2 separate regions of the Gossypium hirsutum genome follow, and region 2 is linked to region 1. Evidence: chromatin contacts called from public Hi-C data. All regions are on one chromosome and are shown on one strand. Each heading gives the region's core, a stretch centred on a gene start, on an enhancer-like site or on the middle of the called end of the contact. The rest is flanking DNA. Distances are from core to core; before and after follow the strand shown.

Region 1 (6,795 bases), core at 2,011-4,510:
CCATACTTTCATGATATTGCCACTGTTCCTTCCCTTTGTATGCCCATTGAACCACTTAGAATAATATCGAATACGCGAGAATCCCACACACTATGTGCTAACATATGGTCAAAACCATTTCTTTCCTTTTCATTTATATAGTTGCTCTCTCTTGAGCTATAAATGGGTCTGCTCACGCAAGCTGTCAGTCAGAACGTAGCTACACGGTGCTGCTCACACAAGCTGTCAAGTATCAGCAACACATGCCTAAACTCAGCAGCTGATAGGACGTTCAGGACCAACACCTGAAACATGGTAACCCTAATGATATGTCATTTGTATTTTATATATTCCTAAGGTTCAAACGGGGCTCGATAGTCGTATGTCTATTGTCTCTTTACTTGATAAATTGTAAAATAACATATATATATTGATTCAATCATAATAGAATCACACAATAACATTCAATTATTCAAAATTATATAAAATTCAATTCATATGAACTTAGCTGGCAAAATTACAGAAATGTCAAATTACAAGGGTATTTTGGTAACTTTCCATTCTCTTCGATTTTTTACCCGATCTTGATCTAAATTAATAATTTTATTCAATCTATTAATTTAGACAATAAAAAAAATATTTTATGCAATTTATTCTTTTTTACATTTTTATAAAATTGCCCCTAAAGTTTTACTTTTATTCAATTTAATCCTCGAGCCTACAACATGCAATTTAACCATTTTTACCCAAAATTGAGCCTAGCCGAATATTTTTGCATCCAATAAAACCTATTTATACAACAATTTCACAAAAATCCTTATATATTTATTATTTTAACAATTTAGTCCCTACTAGATAAATTCATCAAAAATCACTTAACAAAATACTTTTAAATACCAACTAATATTTCAAATTCATCATTTAACATCAAAAAATCACTAGATTAATCAATGGAAACATTTACAATCTTTGACAGTTTCAAAATCAAAGGTACGGGTTAGCTAGACCTAGTTGCAACGATCTCAAAAACATAAAAATTATTAAAAATGAGACTAAAATGGACTTACATGCAACATCCAAAGCATGGCCAAAGCTTGAAGGTATAACCATGGTTTCATTCTTCTTTCAATTCGTGAAGAAGACATGAAAATGATGATATAACATTTTGGTTTTATTTTATTTAATTTAATTATCAAATTACCATTTTATCCATTTAATAATCATCAAATTTTCATGCTTTTAGTTGTCCAAAACCGTTAAATGGTCTAATTACCATTTAATTCTCTTTTCCTTTACTCAATAAACCAATAAATCACTCAAATCAAATTGTGATCAAATTTACATCTTTTACAATTTAGTCTTTTTTAATTAATTAACTATCGAAACGTTAAAATTTTTCAACGAAACTTTAATAACACCTTAATGGAACTCCGTAAATATTTATAAAAATATTTACGGCTCTATTTATAGAAATGAGGTCCCGATACCTCATTTTCTAAAACCATTTGACCTTAGGGTTTTACTACTTGAACTTAATAAATCATTTATATAACATAAATTATCAAATCAAAAACCTTTTTAAAACCATGTTTGACTCGTAAATATTAAATAATAATATTTACGAACTTACTCGTCGAATTTGGTGGCCCCAAAACTACTATTTTCGACACCACTGAAAAACAGATTGTTACAATTCCCATATAAATTATTCTTTCTATACCATTTCTAAATGTTCAAATTTCAACAACCTAGTGATCAAAAGCAAACGTAAATATGATACACACTAAGCATATAATCGTGAAGAGAAAGGATGATATAAAACAATGATGTCATGTCATCTGTAACTCTTTTTCAATAGTTTAAATACTACATTAATATTTTCATCTTGAATTTTAGCATTTTCATCCTAAAAATAAATTTAAATCCAAATGGAAATCCTGAAATTCAAGATGAAATTGGTGATGTGACATTAAGCTATTAGATGGGGATAATATTTCTGTTTCATATAATCCTTTCTCCTCCATTCTTGTTTGTTTGGTGTAAAAAATTAAATACTAAATTAAAAATGTTATAATATTATAAGAAAAGAAAACTGAAAGTTAAGTTTATAATAATATATAATGTTATAATAAAAATGTGTTAATTTTCTTATATTTAAAATTTTAATAAATGAAAAAATATATAAAATTATTAAATATTAAATTAAATTTTATAAATATCTTTTAAAAAATAAAAATAATATAGGTAGACAAAAATATATTAGATTAATCATTTACAAATATGTATGGGCTTGAACAAAATTTTATATTCATATTTTGATTCGAACTAAACTTGAAAAAACATAAAATATACTAATATTATTTATAAAATCAATTTGAACCCTACCAATCCTCATCCATAAACCTCTATTTAAACACATATATTGTTCTAGAATAAAAATATATATGACATGACGTGGTCAAATGTTTATCTAATTTCTTTGTTCACGAGGAGTTTAATGGTGTATTTGGTTGGATGGAAAATAGAAAGATGGGTGGAAAGAGTGAAAAAGCAAGAAGAAAATAGATTTTGAGTATACTTAGTAGAAAAAAAATAAAAGTAAAAAAATTTAATTTCTCAAAATAATGCATAAAAATCAGTTCTTCCATATTTAAATGATAAGAGAAGAGAAAAATTATATTTGCATATGTTAGTTTAAAATTATGTATATTTGAATTGTTTTCTTTTTCTTTCTGTCATTTTTTTTCAACTCCATCAATCAATGGATGAAAAAAAAATTCATATTCCTTACCAAGTACATATGTGAAAAAAAAAATTTATATCTTTCTATGTACTCAATTTTTTATCTTTCTAATTTTTTTTCAAAAGAAATTTATATATTTCATTTCTATCCCTTTAATTTTTCATTTTTTTGTTCACTAGGTGTTTGAAAACTGCCTTATTTCATAGATGAAGAGGTGGAATACGTTTAATGAGACACATTTGAAATTATCAATCATCTATTAAGAAATATATAAATATAATCCAATTTTAGGTTTTAACATATGAAAGTGATTTCACTTACAGAAAAATTAAGGAAATGCATGCATTAAGACAGAAAAAAGGAATAATATGCTTCCTATATCCAATCCAGTGAATAAAGAAGAAATGATGTTGGCTTGTGGAACCCAGCATTCACCATTGAAACCATGGGTTTATAAAAATCCAAAAGTTCTTTTTTTGTTATCAAAGCCAAAAAAGAGTTTGGAAATCAAACGTTTCCTTTTTGACATTAATACTAACAAAACTATTGGTGATTAATTGCTTGCAATGACAAGTGACCCAACAGGTCTTAACGCAGGGAATCTTTTCCTGTTTGAAATAGTTTCATTGACCCCGTCTTGACTAGGAACTTGCCTTGAAGGTTTCCTTGGTTTACTACTTTTACACCAGATAAATAGAAAAAAAATTGCTTTGGCTTTGGCTTTAACTGACCTATGTCTGCAACTTCATCGCAGGTGGATTGAGTTAGTAATTAGGAGAAGCATGGGTAGTGAGGATACCATATATGTTGCAGTGGGGGGAGTTGAAGAAAGTGAGCTCACTTTGCTATGGGTTTTACATAACCTTAAGCCCCGGAAAGTTTGCATTCTTCATGTTCATCAGCCTTCCAAAATGATCTCATCCAGTAAGTCAACTCTCTCTCTAGTAGTATATGAATTTGGACTGTTGATTTCTAATGGTTCTTTGAGATTCTTAGCTGCATGTAATCTGATTTTTTTTCCTTCTTTTTTCTTCCCTCCCCTTATGGAGTGTACGGAGTCGATGGGAATTTAGCTGAAATCATTTTTGATCAACAACAAATCAGAGGTCTAGAGGAAGTTGGAAAGGACATGATGAACCGGATCTTGGATGAATACCTTCTTTTTTGTAGTCAAGCTGGGGTACTATTTCTTCTTCCTCTACTGACTGCTCATTTAACGGCTCTACTGAGCTCAGCAGAAGACCGTGTTTGCTTAATGGAAACTTATTTACTTCCATTATTTATGGGTTTATAGGTTCTGTAATCAGAGAGTTGTACTTTTTCTTTTTTTCTGAAACAGTTCTTCAATATTGTGCAGGTCAGTGCCATAAGGCTACATATTCAGATGGATGATGTTGCAAAGGGGATTGTGGAACTGATTCGTCGGCACAATATCAAGAAGCTAGTGATGGGCGCAGCAGCTGATGAGCACTTCTCAGAGTACAATTAATTTTGTTATTAAACTGTTCTCAGTTTCCTTAATGAATGATCTTACTTTCTTTCTTCACTCTTCAGCTGAACTTCACCTTTTTATTGCAGGGGAATGTGGCTGATGTCTGAGAAAGCACAATATGTGAACGAAAATGCACCATTTTCATGCCAAATTTGGTTCATTTGCAGGGACCACCTTGTCCACACAAGGTAGCTCACTGATTGTCACTAATGAGATTGCAAGTTCCGATTGCTTCCATTGTAATGACATCGAGGTCTTTACTGTAGGTTTGAAACTGCGCAATCATCAAATGCACCAAGTCCATCTGGTTCTAGTTATTTGACAAGTTCTACTGAAGCTGCTGGTATTTTTGGCTCGACTGTATCCGAGGAAAGAGAGGAGAGTGAATGTGAGATTGAGCTATATGACGTGCTTCACTCTGGAGAGGTTTGTGATTCTTTATCAATGCCCCAATATACCATAACACTATCATACAGTAGAAGATCATCTTCCATAAAAGCTACATGTCAAGAACGTCTACATTCATGTTCTCTATTGTCATATGTTGATTATCACCAGTGCCATTCCGTCGTCTTTATAGCTTAGTTTTGACCTGGAAGCTGAGGAATGAAGCGTTTTTCAGATTTGAACTGATGTATGCTGATGTCTTTGAATGGTTCATGGTTTGTTGGCAGGAAGGAAGTAGCAATGATCAACTATTTGATCGACTTGAACAGGCACTGAAGGAAGCTGAATCATCTAATCAGAAAGCATTCGAAGAGTCCGACAGGCGAGTTAAAGCTGAAATGAATGCTACCCGAGCTATGCGCCAAGTAATGTCTTCTGCATTTCAGGCTTTGTTTTCCCCTGTTTTATGAAGTTGCAAATTCAGATTTAGTATGGTTACTAATCCCTGCCCTTGAATTGTAGGCAAAAATGTTAGAAAGGTTGTACAATGAATGCAAGAGAGAAAATGAGACAGCACTTGCGAAACAGAATGAGAGCCTTGAAAATATTAAGAGGCTCGGAGAAGAAGAGCTTTCAGTTTCTAGGGAACAAAATTCTATACTGGAAAGCCGAGTTGCCAACTCGGAGAGCAGGATGAAACAATTGGAAGATGAATTATCGTCAGCCGTGGAGCAGTTACAGGTTTCCCTGAAAGAACGAGATGAGTTGCAAATCGAGCTTGAAAATAGTCATAAAGTGATTGAAGAGCTTTTGAGAAAACAAGCAGAAGAGACCTCAAGCACACATATGGACCAATTCAACCTTGATCAGTTGTCTGTATCAGAGATTCATGATGCAACTTTGGATCAGTTAGAGATTTGCCAGAAAGAAAAGGATGAGCTGCTGGTTGAGCTTGAAAATACTCGTAGAATAAACGAAGAGCTTTTAAGAAAACAATCCGAAGATACCTCAAACTCTCATTTGCAGCAACCCTTCATAGAGTTCTCTCTGTCAGAGATTGAGGAAGCAACTGAAGACTTTGACCAATTGTATAAGATAGCAGAAGGAGCTCGAGGGAGTGTATACTATAAATGTGCCCTACGTCACACTGAAGTGGTTATAAAGGTGCTCGGCCGAAATAGCTTTCAAGATTCAAATGAATTCCTACAGGAGGTACGGAATCTAAATCTTATATTCATTAGGCATCTTAAATTTTATTGTTGTCTTTCAGTTTGAAGGCTAACATGCAAGTGTTGAGAGTAGAATTTTTAGAATCAAAGATATTACTGATCTGCAATAGAATGAAATAGAGTATGCTCTCCTCTATTTCAGGTTGATGATTTGATTAAATTGAGGCATCCGAACCTAGTAAATCTCATTGGAGCCTGCCCTGAGAAAAGGGCTTTAGTCTATGAATATGTTCCTAATGGAAGTCTTGAAGATCATTTGAACAGCAGGAACGACATGCCCCCACTGTCATGGCAATCTCGGATGCATATAGCTACTCAGCTATGTTCTACACTAATGTTTCTACATTCTGGTAAACTAGTGCATGGCAACTTAAAGCCGGGGAATATTCTCCTCGATGACAACTTTGGCTGCAAACTTAGTGACTTTGGATCTTGCCGTGCATTCTCTCTCGTTGAAAACTCGAGCAATATGACAGAATCAAGCAATCCAAATCCTTACCTTGATCCTGATTTTCGTAATTCAAGAAGAGTATCTCACAGTTTAGACTTATACCCTTTTGGCATCATAGTATTACAGTTACTTAGTGGGAGATCAACTCAGGGTATAGCCGAGAGTGCACAAAGCGAGCTATTAAATGGCGGAAATCTGAGTTCCTTCTTAGATTCTTCAGCTGGGAACTGGCCACACCAAGTTGCGCAGTTGACTCACTTGGCTATAAGATGCTGTGACATAAACCGAAGCCGTCGACCTGATCTTGCTTCAGATGTTTTGAAGGTACTTGAAACGATGAAACCTTCCATAGCCTCAATAGCATATGCTCCAGAGTCCAACGAAGATAGCGAACCGCCATCTTATTTCCTTTGTCCCATTTTACAGGTTAGGTTCGCTCCGTTTGGTCTTTCATTGAGTGGATTATATAGTTGAATCCAATAAAACATAGTTTTCCAATTTATATTACAGGCAG
Region 2 (6,795 bases), core at 1,533-4,032, 300 kb before region 1:
ATGCTATCCGAATCAGTACTCCAAACTCTCAAAACAAAACTGAAGAGAAAATTTAACAAATCTAAAAACTCAATACTTGCTTTGAAGCACAACCGCAGGGCAACTCACTTCTTTTTCTCCCCACCTCCAGCTGACCTGCAAACACACAACAAATGCATCAGCATATAAAGCCTTGGTCCAAATACAAATATTGATGAAAATAGTTACATGTTTTTATCCTATCATCATTAGCCTAAGTTACCTCATCTTGCGGAGAACGCTAGACATCTCCTCACGCTTCTTCTTGGCCCGCTTGTGAGTGCCTAGCTTTCTCTTTGCCACCTTCAAAGCACGCTTATCTTTCCCAACTTTGAGAAGTTCAGTTATCCTCTTCTCATATGGAGCGAAACCAGCAACCTCCCGAATTAGGCTCCTCACAAAGTGGACTCTCTTGCTGGTTTTCTGGAGCAAAAATAAAAATAAAAACGCCATAAAACATATATCAATGATACAGAGTACGTCATTAAGACAAAGTGGAGATAGATTGATATAAAAAACAAGAACATGCAGATATACAACGGGTTCAAAAGAAAAAGAAGCCACACCTAAAGTAGCTTGAAAAGACTTCATTAAAGGTTTTAAAGGCGCATAGAATTGAGACTGCAACTTTATCAAAAGCTGTTATAATAGAAGCTTACCCCCTTTCTATTAGAAGGGCGGGAAGCCAATTCCTTCTTGGTAACAACATGTCCTTTGTTTAAGCCCACAGAAAGGCCAGTTTTAGGTTGACTTGGAGCCATCACCTGAGAGAATCATCACACATCACGACAAATCAGAAATGAAATCAGTCTAAGAAAGGCAAGTTAATTCTGTAATTCATGATAGAGATCCCAAACAAAGAGGTAGAGGAAAGTAAAGAACACATGCATTCCAAATTTACCAAACAATCAAGGAGAAGATTTATTTGTTTTTAAATGATGAAAAATGAAAGGGATGTTACAAAAATCAGCATATTCTGGTAAATCAGAATGCCAAAACCTAAAAAGAACACCCATAAGCATCAAGCAATACATCATAAATCAAAATTGTAGAAAATCACTCATGTCAAAGCTACCAGCACAAATAAAGACATCAGTTCCCTAGCTGTTTCATCAACAGTGATTAGTTAGAATATTTACAGGCTTAGTTATAAGAAAATAAGGATTAGGACCAAAAGAAAAGTACCCTGAGTAGTCCGGACCTAGCAATCTATAGGCTTTCAAGATATTTCAACATAGGCAAATGGTTGGGAATTTGGGATCCCATAGCACATTTCTCAATTTCAAGAGTTTTAACCCTCCAACAGGATCATTTTAAAACTGCATAAAACTTGAAAAGCTAAACAAAATATAAAACAAACCAAATTATCTACTCAGTTTGAGAAATGATAACATCATTTGGCACTCAATGTTAATCAGATATGACAGATTCCACTAAGTATATCAACTTGGATCCTAGGATAAATTAATGCAGACATTTCCAGTACAATGGCAGGAGGCTAAAAAGGATCAAACCAGATGGTTGAAATTCAGCACCATCTTAAAAGTATGTCTCAATCAAATTTCTCAGTTTCACAGACTAGTAACTGCGTAGTACTAGTAGGGACAAATACTTTCTCAAAAACAAACTCGAGTGAAGTTTCAACTTAGTTTCAGAGAAAAAAAAAAAGAAGACTTGGAATATGAGCTTCAGATTTTAATCTTGGAACCAGTGAAAATGTGTTAACCAAATCATTCAGGAAAACAATGCCTAAAATTTTCAAATCCCAGAACGTCTAATCACTTATTGTTCGTTTTATCGAAACCAAAAAAGGAACAGAGCCCCAACTTCATGCTATTTACATACGTTATAAATTTCAACATCAAACAAGATCAGGGAAAGAAGGAAATAACACATTTCCTACACAAACAAAATAAAACATAGGCAGCGGATGTAGCAGTTTCAGCGTATTTTCTCACCTACCGAACAGCCCTAACAGAAAATCACCTAAAAGAACTCGAAGCTGCAAAAAATAGAAAAACAGGCATTAGCTTCTGAAACTCGGTAAAGATCTTAAGTTTCAATTTAGGCTTAGAACAAAGAAGGGCGGCCAACCTTCCCGACCGTGCCAGGGGAAAATAGATAGGGTTCTGCATGATATGCTTATTTATAGGTGGTAAATCGGGTCGAGGCTTTTTTGGGTCCATTAACCCTATCGTTAAAAACTTAACTTAATTGGGTCCACGTTGAACCCAAAGTTAAAGAAGAAAGAGGTTTCCAATTATTAGGCTCATGACCTGAAGACCCAAAAGACCAATAAGCAGACCGGTCTAATTTTTTAGGCTCTCTGTTTCAAATTCTGCATTTTCTTTCTTATAATCCACGATTTTCATTAAAGTTACCAATAAAGTTACCATATAGAGAATATATGAAAACTTTGAGTTTTGGGTTAGTTTTTTTAATTTTAAAATATTTTTTTAAATTATGTTTAAAGTGACTCCTAATTTTTAAATTAAATTTTAAATAGGATTTTTTTTACCATTAATAATAATATTTAAAATAATAAAAAATTTTAAACATCATATATTCAATCATAATTAAAATTTAAAACTAAAATCTCTAACATATAATTGCATGCAACATTAAGGTATAACATCTTTTTTTTTTAAATAACTTATATAAATAATAAGTTGGTGCTTCGCATTGATAAAGAAAACTAATTAACATATAATATCATATACTCATTCTGCATCAAATATTGTACCTCTAAAGAACTCGAGTCTTCCTTTATGGAGTATAATGTGACTTAACATTGTCTGATGTAACTATGACTGCACAGATGAACACAGAGGCCGCTCGAGTGAGTCCATCGGTTTATCAATGCCGTTATGTTGTTCAAAACTGGATAGGATTCATAGGTGTCTGTTCACAGCTGGTTGGGTTGGGTTGAAGGTTTGGACTTTTGGGGTAGTTCATGATTCAATTCATTGGTTTTGCAGGAAGAAATTTGGATGCAATGCTAATTGTAAACACAAAAAGGTGTTTATGTAAAAGAACATTGAACATCACACAATCAGCAGTAGTGGAAAAGGGTTATTTGATAGCCCCACATGGTTTGACAGAGGATAGTGGATAGCCAGTTCCAGGACGCACAATTCTGGTGTGCAGAGGAAAGGAGTGTGCCCTCAAATTGGGAAGGAATCCCTTGCCTCATAAAAAATACATCACTCTCCTAATAATAATAAAACTCACAAGCCAGCAATGGCTATCAACTCTAGAGTTTTTCATCTTCTGAACTAAACTTTCTCAAATTACTTCAGTTTTCACAAATTAAAACATGAGAAAATAAAGTCTACCGTCTTTTCATACACAACTAGAGTTTCTCAGATTACTTTCAACTACCATTTTCACAAATTTTGAAATTATGGACTAAAACAAGCTAAAAGGAAGTGATTCTGACCCACTAATTCATTTCAAATATAAAAAGAAGCTTGAGATACCCGGAATTCCATTCAAACATCACTCAATGAACCACTCCTTACTATGAAACGCCTCAAGGGTTTTGTTGGAGAAGAAGTTGAGGAAGATGATCTGAAAGCTTCAACCTTATCCTTGCATTTGGTGTTGTCTCCTTTATTCTCTTCCAAACACTTCTCCATGGCCTCAGAATTGGCTTGCGACAATCTCTTCTTCTCTGTCACATTCACACCACCACTCGCCGCATTCACCTCTTTCTCTTTATCCATTGCCTCAATAAATTTCACAAACTCAACTAAAACCCACAAATAATTTCCATGAGAAATTAAACAAGGCAAAAGACGATAAAAGAAAAGAGATACTGGGTTTCATTGTTTCAATAGTTTGGTTAGGATAGAAAAAGCATGTTTTCGAGAGGAAACAAAAATCAAAAAGAGAGAAGATATAGTTAGCAAGATAAAAAAACATGGTTTCGTCTGATATTAACTAAAAAACTAATGAGAAATACATCTAAAGCAATAAGAACATAAGGGTAAAAATGAAAAAGTGGGAACTTTGAACTTACTCAGATAAAGCTAAATGATGGGAGTAGTGAAGTTTTGCAGATGAAGAGAGCGTTGGAGCAAAGCTTTGTTTTAAAGAGAGATGGAGCAAGAATTAGGACTTACAGAGAAAGGTGTTGGAATATTTTCTTGAAATAGTCGTTATATAAAACACACATAGATATTTCATATTTAGTCGGAGCAATACTCGTTATATTATCTTGGTTAAATTCTGCTGTTAGTCCTGTGCTTTGTAAAATTTATGAATTTGATTTTTATATTTTAATTTAGTATTTTTAGTCCTTGTACATTTAAAACTGAATTTAATTGTTACTTTTTAAATTAGCATTAAAGTTTTAAATTTTAAAAAATACAGAAACTAAAACTAATTAAATTAAAATATAAATATTAATTATTTTAATTCTAGTTAAATAAAAATTAAAAATAAAATTTTAATAAATAGAAAAAGGAGATTATAAATTAATTTAAAAATGTATTAAAAAATTATAAATGTAATTAAAAAGAAAGAAAAGGAAGACATGACTTTGTAATTGTGGTATGTATATAATTCCCATAAACTGAAATGAAAATTGTGCTCTCAAATGGGGTTAAGTAGATGCAGATAGGGTCAATAGGATAGTTTGGAAAAAAAAATGTAATAATATTTATTTAAGTCTTTACCTACCAGTTTAGCATTTGGATTGTGTGAATCATAAAATAATGTTAATGTACGTGAATGTGTGTGTTAGTGGGTCGAGAAATTAGTCGGGATCAAAGATATTATAATATACTCTAATAAATTTAAAATATCATATTATATATTATATTAGGAATTAATTGTGTTTAAAATTTAAATTTAATACAAAATATAAATATTTCTATCATATTTGAGATTATCTAATTTTAAACTATTTTAGAAATATAAATATACAAATATTTATTTGATTTTGGTACGCGAGTACGAGAATTGGGATGTTTGGTTAATGAAAACTTAAATGGCAGACTCTCTTGCGTGTTAAACTAACAAAGATAAAACCAAACTTAAAGAAAACAATATGAACAAGAAGAATATATTTCATTACTCATCTTTGAACAGTAAGGGTACACGCTACTATATACTAGTATAAGCATGCAAGCCATGCAAACCAGCTATCTAACGACTAACAGACAATCTGTTATTAACAGAATAACTACTAACAGATTCTATTAGTTAGACAATCTGTTATTAACAGAATAGCTACTAACAGATTCTATTAGTTATGCTAACATTCTCCTGGTTTTCTGCATTTTGTTCTTTTAAATCAACATCAGTACTGAACAAGACTTGGAGGGCACTTCGAAACGTAACAAATGCCTTGGGTGTAATGGGCTTGGTGAAAAAATCAGCAACCTGTTTTTCAGAATGAACAAAATTGACTTGCAGTGTTCCATCAAGAACTTTCTCACGAACAAAATGATTATCAATCTCCACATGTTTCACCTTGGCATGATGTGTGGGATTTGCTGCCATTGACACGGTAGAGGTATTGTCGCACCAAACCACTGGAGAATGACAAAGAGGCATGCCAAGTTTATCGAGCAACTGTTTGACCCATAGTAGCTCAGAGATACAATTAGCAAGGCTGCGATATTCAGCTTTAGAGGAGGATCTGGACACAACTGATTGTTTTTTGAAGCACCAAGCAATAGGACTTGGTCCTAAGTAAACAACATACTTCGAGGTGGAACGACGATCTTCAATAGTGGAAGCCCAATCAGCATCAGAATAGCAAACTAATTCAAACTGACCATTGTACAGAAACAACCCATGATCTATAGTGCCAGTAAGATATCTCAGCACTCGTTTAATAGCTTTCCAATGGTTAACACGTGGAGAATTCATAAACTGATAAGCTTATTAACACAAAATGCCAAGTCAGTGCATGTAATGCAAACATATTGAAGCATACCAACAATACCACGATACAGATGGCTGTCAGCAAATAGTGAACTATCATCAGTAGCAACCAACTTGGGAGTGCCCACCATGGGCATTGGTGTAGCTGAGGCACCTTTCATTCCAACTTTGTGAAGTATCTCAGTGACATATTTCCTCTAACTCAAGAACAACCCTTGAGATGTACGGCGAACAGCTATACCCAAGAAAAATTTGAGTTGCCCCATGTCTTTGAGTGCAAACTTGAGATGAAGTCGATGCACTATATCGTCAATGTCCTTGCTAGAACTGCCTATAATCACAGTATCATCAACATATGCCATAAGAAGTAAATAACTTCTTGAAGTAGATCGAATAAACAATGAAGGGTCGGCTTTTGAGGCATGAAAGCTAAGATAACCAACCAAATACTGCTTTAGTGTTTGAAACCATGCCCAAGGAGCTTGCCTTAAGCCATAGAGAGCTTTGTTTAGCTTACAGACCAACTTCTGACCATATGGACCAGTCTCTTCAAACCCCGGTGGATGTGTCATATATAACTCTTCAGTCAATTCCTGTAACATCCCCTACCCGTATTCCGAGCCTAGAATAGGGTACGAGGCATTACCGAACTTAATATGATCAATCATATAAAAATTAGCCATAAAATTTCTTCTAAATTAAAAACTTTCATACATATGTTTAACGTCCCTTATATGGGCCTATGGGGCCCAAAACATACATTTAGGGTGGTTTAGGACCAAACCGTAAACATATGAAACTTTTGTAACACTTAAAAAAAATTTCACACTTTGGAGAGCCACACGCTCGTGTTTTCAACCCTTGTAACTCTCTGTTTATAAC

What was found. A called contact is a pair of places that touch in the nucleus more often than the background predicts.
Region 2: a Hi-C map of hypocotyl shows a contact between it and region 1, with 6 times the contacts expected there. The contact joins the promoter of LOC107952916 here to the promoter of LOC121232291 in region 1. A contact is called at or near these places in 4 of 34 Hi-C or Micro-C datasets (hypocotyl, leaf and petal).

The regions. Positions count from the first base shown.
Region 1 is chrA07:33,023,521-33,030,315 of Gossypium_hirsutum_v2.1, reverse strand. LOC121232291 (U-box domain-containing protein 33) reads left to right here and starts at 3,260. Exons shown (of 10, transcript XM_041117996.1): 1 at 3,260-3,382; 2 at 3,477-3,646; 3 at 3,772-3,902; 4 at 4,080-4,201; 5 at 4,301-4,402; 6 at 4,481-4,640; 7 at 4,889-5,026; 8 at 5,124-5,813; 9 at 5,973-6,707; 10 at 6,792-6,795. The coding sequence starts at 3,505.
Region 2 is chrA07:33,322,937-33,329,731 of Gossypium_hirsutum_v2.1, reverse strand. LOC107952916 (60S ribosomal protein L36-2) reads right to left here and starts at 2,782. Exons shown (of 5, transcript XM_041118001.1): 1 at 2,762-2,782; 2 at 1,977-2,020; 3 at 678-782; 4 at 242-441; 5 at 1-135. The coding sequence starts at 779. The coding sequence ends at 105.